2 separate regions of the Mus musculus genome follow, and region 1 is linked to region 2. A link is a contact called in public HiChIP or PLAC-seq data. All regions are on one chromosome and are shown on one strand. The core of a region is the stretch at or near the end of the contact, and the rest is flanking DNA. Distances in the headings are between cores, read along the strand shown.

Region 1 (2,700 bases), core at 18-2,517, 980 kb before region 2:
TTCCAATACTACCCAGCTATATAATAAAATTTCTTAAAGCTGATGCTCACACATAAACTTTCTGAAAAGACAGGATTGTGATTTTTCTAGAGGATTTTGCCTACCTATGAAGTTATGGTAGTTAGCTCATAGGCTGAGAAGAACCTCTGTCCTTGTGAAGGTCTTAGTTGTTTTGAGACAAGCTGACGGCCCTTTAAAACAGGAAGGGAAACAGTGTTTTGGAGGCAAAGTTTGAGAAACGCTGTAGTGATAACTAGACAATAGAATCCTGTTATACCCAATTGCTTTCTCTGTGGGCTCAGCAAACAGATGCCTTCCTCATAAGAGCCTGGAGTGCTGTGCTTTAAGTGTCTCCAGCACAACTCATGATGAAGCCAATCCCTCATGTGAAGTATTAGGAGGTGGGTGGGGGGTTTGTGGAATGATGAGGTCATAAGAGCTTTGCTATAACTCACCTAATGCATTTATCAACTTGACAAATGCAGAATGAGAAGGCTGGTGAAACCACACTCTAGTCCTCTGTAGGAAACCACCCAGAGCCTCCAGCTCCTGTTGAGCTTGCTGTTAGAAAAGGCATTCTTAGAAAAGGCATTCAGGACCAGAAAAATCCGCAGCTGGATTGGCAACCGGGTGGCCAGGAGACAAAGGGTGGGCTGCTGCATTGTTAGGCTCAGGTAACCTAGCCCTGCCCTCTGCATTTCCTAACACAATAGGCCAGCGCCCAGAGCTCCAGTCTCCACCTGCCTCTCCACCCAGCCAGTAGCCCTGGGCACAGCCAGTACCTTTCAGATCTCTGCTCATCTTGCTATCTCCAGGTGAACCTAGTGTCGGGGTAGGCTAGGCTGATGCAGGCTTTGGCACAGGGCGCTGGGGACGAGGGTGGCAGGAGCGGGTGTGGCGTTGGCCTAGAGACCTGCGATCAGGGGTAGGGGTTTCATCTTGAATTATGCAGTTGCTGCAGTGGTTCTTTGACACTGTCTGGAGAGTAAGTCTCCTTGTGTTCTGGGCCAGCTGGTGGCCACGCCTTCGGCTCTGATGCAAGGGGCGTTGGTCAGTTCAGCACCCACTGAGGAGTTGATTTGTTCACGATGGGGTCGGTGTCCCAGATCCGGATCCACATGTGACTGCTTGCCCAGACTTGGAGATCCAGGACTCATGACACGAGAGACAGTCTTTGGAATCTCAGAGGGCGGGGACCAGGGGTGGGGAGGTGGGAGGAGGTGGGGATGAAGAGGCCTGGGAGTGAGTGTCAAGGGTTTTGGACCTGCTTTTATAGACGTTATGGTCTTTGTGAAGTTAGGCTCAAACGACAAGTCTTTGGAGGCCCTCAGTGTAAGAAGAAGGATACTGGTAAGGAGCTGACCTGATCACTTTGATATGCTTTCTACTAAACTCTTGTCAGGCGAAGTGTTAAGGATCCAGTGTCTGCCTAGACACGCAGAAAGTTTTAATCTGATTTCTGTTCCAGATTAGATTGAGTTATCTTTTCTCTCCCTTTCTCTTTGTTTTGTTGGCAGACTCACAGCCTTGCTGTGCTGAGCTTGCTCTGCCCCTTAGTAACAGACCTGAAATGTCCCTTTCTCTTAAAATTGTTTTGAGAATTAAAAGTACAGAAAAATAGCATTCTTGTGGTTTCAATATTACTGGAAATTTTAGGTAGCCCTATTTGGAGGACCACTTGTCTCTAGGAAAATTGAGTTTCTCTAATAGTTCTTAGATTCCTTATTTATTTACTTATTTATTTATTTAGAATAGACACAGAAGGAAACTAGAACACGGTTTTATTAGAGTTTGAAAGAAATGCCAGAGAACAGCTTCTGAGGGTTTTGAGACGGAGTAGAGGAGGAGACAAGGCCTTGCTAATTGAGTGAGGGTGAAGGTTCAGCAAGCAGCCAAATGGCAAAAAGGGACAGCGAATACAGAGCTAGGAAGACATCTTTAAGCTGTGGCCAGGAATCAGAAAGTAAGAGACAAAAGGGAGAAAAAAGAGAAAAACCAAGGCTTTTCCAGGTCTTGACTCAGAAAGATGGCCAGAGCAAACAGAGCCTCACAGCAGCTTGGGAGGGACATAACAGATTCGGGCTTTTGGGAAGGGAAAGTGCATTATCTTCTCAAGGGATAATTATTACCCTCATATATTTATCTTGGCACCAGCTGGATCTCCTTCCGAGGTGTGGTCTCTTAGGCAGTTGATTAGTACTGATTGTTTTTGAGTAGCCTGGAATGTTAGACATACCCAGCCCATAGCTAGAGTTCATTCTCTTGATCTGAAACAGCTTTTCTTTAATGGGCCTCATCAGAGAGCTGTGTAGAAGGCTAAGGCTACTGTAACATTCTTCTCTCTGAAGAGGTATCATTAAACCAGTTACAAGGGGTAAAGTTGGAAATAGATGTAACCCCCCCTTTTGGTTTTGGTTTTGTTGCCTCCCCAGGGTTTCTCTGTATAACAGCCCTGGCTGTCCTGGAACTCACATTGTAGACCAGGCTGGGCTTGAAATCAGAGATCCACCTGCTTCTACCTCCTGAGTGCTGGGATTATAAGCAATATAACTCATTTTAACCATGAAAATCTAGGGATCTAGTTCTATAGCTATTCACTAGAAGGATTTACTCTCTGGACTGGAGTTTGGTTCTGCCCTCACAGGTATCAAGGGCAATTAGACTCTTGAGCTCCCTTCTGGAGTCCTGGTCAGGTGATCA
Region 2 (2,700 bases), core at 48-2,547:
AGACGCAGTAAAAAAGGCACCAATAGGAGTCATGCTGCCGAGGGGAGCTGGCTGCACTGAGACTCAGGCAGGGAGACAAAAGGGCAGGTGACCAGACAGGCTGTGCTTGCACTGAATTGCCAGTGTGTGATCAGGGTCACTGCACACCCTACTTGAAGGCTGGGGCAGTTTCACTCCTCATTTCCCGGACCCAGCCTGTTATCTGGCATACCAGCTGAAGTATGTAATGAATAAACATATGACGGCAGAGGGAAAAGACCAGTGGCCAACTGGGCAGCAAAGGTGAAGCAGTAGAAACTGGAAATCAGTAGAAAAGGATGTGCCACACCTACTGAATGGAATCTCAACAGCTTTAACAGAGAAATCCATGCAATCAGCGGTGAAGCTAGGTAAACTTTCCTAGTTGTCTGATGAAAGGAACAAATCCAGAAAGTGTGAGGGAGAGAGGGTCCATGAGGGAGGGTCGGGTAGATGAGAATTTAAGATCTGTTTCTCTTTATTCTTGCCTCCTTGGTCATAAACACACCAGAGCCTTAAGGAACACCCTCCTCCACATTCCTGCTCAGTAGGAGTCGCTCCTCCAGCTTCTGCAGATGAAGTCTGCTCTGTTTCAGTTTCTTCTGCCTCAAGGAAAACAGGAAAATATTTCACAGACCCTTGTTAATGTTTGCTGTCTAATATCTTAAGTGCTCTTTCCTGAGGAAGGCCACAAAACCCTACCAGGACCAGGCTCTTGACCTGGGTCTCCTTAGGTCTGAGACCCAAAGTCACACACACTGTACTGTCTTCTCCAACTTACTGAAGCTGAGAAGCTTTGAATTCTGTCACTCAGAATTGACAGAACTATGAAATGTCACACCAACACTGGAGATTTACTGTTGCCAGCAGCCAAAGACATTGATCAAGTTATGATCAGAGATGAATTTGTCATGGAATTGATGGCAACTTTTTTAATCTAACGGCACTCTCTGAAGAAGAATCGATGACATGTCTGCTATTCTTGATTGCTATTTCACCTCAAGTATTCAATATCCAGCATTCAGCCTGATGAGTCTACAGGTGTGGCAAACTGTTCATAGGTTTAAGTGAAGTATTTTAATGACGGAGACTTTAAAAAATTTATCTTTGCAAACCTCTTGAAACAACAGTTACTGCAAACAATTTATTAGCACAATTGATTCATTTATGACAGTGATCAACTTCTCTTGAGGAAGGGATGCTGATGTGTGCACAGACCGTGTTCCAGCTACTAGGATGTCAATTGGGATTTCAGTGCTTGATAGAGAATGAGTCACAAGAAGTCATCGGAATTCACTATATGATTCATTGTCAAGTATTAACAATGAAGATGCTGTAACAAGAGTTACAAGACATAAGTAAAACATAGTAGGTTCCATCAGCTTTGTAAAGGAGAGCACCGTTGACTGTTTTTTTGCAGCTACACAACCAGTTGGATGCGCCCACCAAACCTCTGCTATTTCTCACTGAAGTGAGATGGTGTGGTGAGGAAACATTTTTAAAATGTATTTTTGAGCTTTGTGATTAACGTAAAGTGTTTTTGAATCAGAGAGCAAGAGCACAGATTAAAGTATTTTTTCATAGATAAATATGAATTGTAAAAAAAATAGCTCACTCAGTTAACATCTTTGCCATCTTGAAGGAAGTACATTTATCAGTTTGGTGAGTACCAAATGCAGTATGCCTCAATTTTTCTGAAAAGATCTGACCATTCCAACTGAAACTTCAGCTTTCGGGGTAAAAAAGATGAAAATAAAGTGTACGTGGTTCCTACCTTGTCTGCTTTCTTTGAGGAACATGACATGGCTTCAGACAAAGGGATTCCAATTATAGTTTCTGTGAAAGAACACCTGCACACGCTTGAAGATGGAATCTCATTACATTTACAAAATCAACCTGACGCCCCATTTGCACTCACCAGAAGCCCATTCAGTTCAAAGCTGAAGATGTTCCTGAGAGGCAAGGGTTCACTAAACTCACTAACAGTGATGCAAGGAGATCTGACATCTCTACAGTGGCGGCTGCAAAATTCTGGATCAAGTGCTTGCAGTTATATCCTCAGACATCAGAGCTCCGATATGCAGTATAAAGCCTCTTGTGATATTCAAGATGTGGGCTGAATTCTTTGCCAAGACAATGAGAGACTCATTCCACTCAGTTATCAAGCAACATACACATAGATCCAGTAGGCATAAAATAGTGCCAGTTAACTAGCTAGTAACAAATCAAATCAACTTGATCATAAAACGCGGATATTCTTTGTTCTCTTTTCACTGTGACTTACAACAAAGTGCACACCTCCCTCCATGGTTTACAATGAAATGGGTGTCTCCCTTCACAGCTTAGGGAGTAAAAGTGTATGTGTCTGGGTGAGCTGTCACCCAGTACAGGGCACAAGCCAACAATGATCTGAGGGAAGCAGAACCTGTAATTAGAGATGGGAGAGTGGAACTTATTTTTAGTCTCTAAAAGGAATTTAGAGGCTGGTCAGATAGCTTAGTCAACAATCTGTTTTTAGAACATGCACAACATAAGTTCTATTATTAGTACACACATAAAAGGGTGGGCCAGTGATACTTATAATCCCAGTGTTGAGGAGATAATGACAGGTAGCAGATCCCTGGGACTTGGCAGCCAACAGCCTAGCCAAATAATGAGTCTAGTGAGAGACCTTGTCAATAA

The links. HiChIP or PLAC-seq counts read pairs in DNA pulled down with a chosen protein or histone mark.
Region 1: a contact with region 2 is called in an H3K27ac HiChIP or PLAC-seq map of extraembryonic endoderm stem cells, with 4 times the contacts expected there. The contact joins the promoter of Serpinb6c here to the enhancer-like site in region 2. A contact is called at or near these places in 8 of 39 promoter capture datasets (the 3T3-L1 cell line, 3T3-L1-derived adipocytes, cranial neural crest and 5 more), 1 of 484 Hi-C or Micro-C datasets (bone marrow-derived macrophages), 4 of 115 datasets of contacts at active chromatin or transcription factors (differentiating embryonic stem cells, extraembryonic endoderm stem cells, large pre-B cells and 1 more) and 1 of 9 other capture datasets (embryonic stem cells).

The regions. Positions count from the first base shown.
Region 1 is chr13:33,903,758-33,906,457 of GRCm38.p6, reverse strand. Serpinb6c (serine (or cysteine) peptidase inhibitor, clade B, member 6c) reads left to right here and starts at 1,267. Exons shown (of 7, transcript NM_001382852.1): 1 at 1,267-1,350.
Region 2 is chr13:32,922,613-32,925,312 of GRCm38.p6, reverse strand. It overlaps a transcript of Serpinb1c not described here and the pseudogene Gm18311. Among named protein-coding and RNA genes, the nearest start is that of Serpinb1c, 26 kb to the right of the region's middle. Within about 2 kb of position 1,297, at least 63 of the 459 cell types and tissues checked have an H3K27ac peak or open chromatin away from gene starts, as enhancers often do. A contact at or near this core is called in extraembryonic endoderm stem cells, where this site is marked.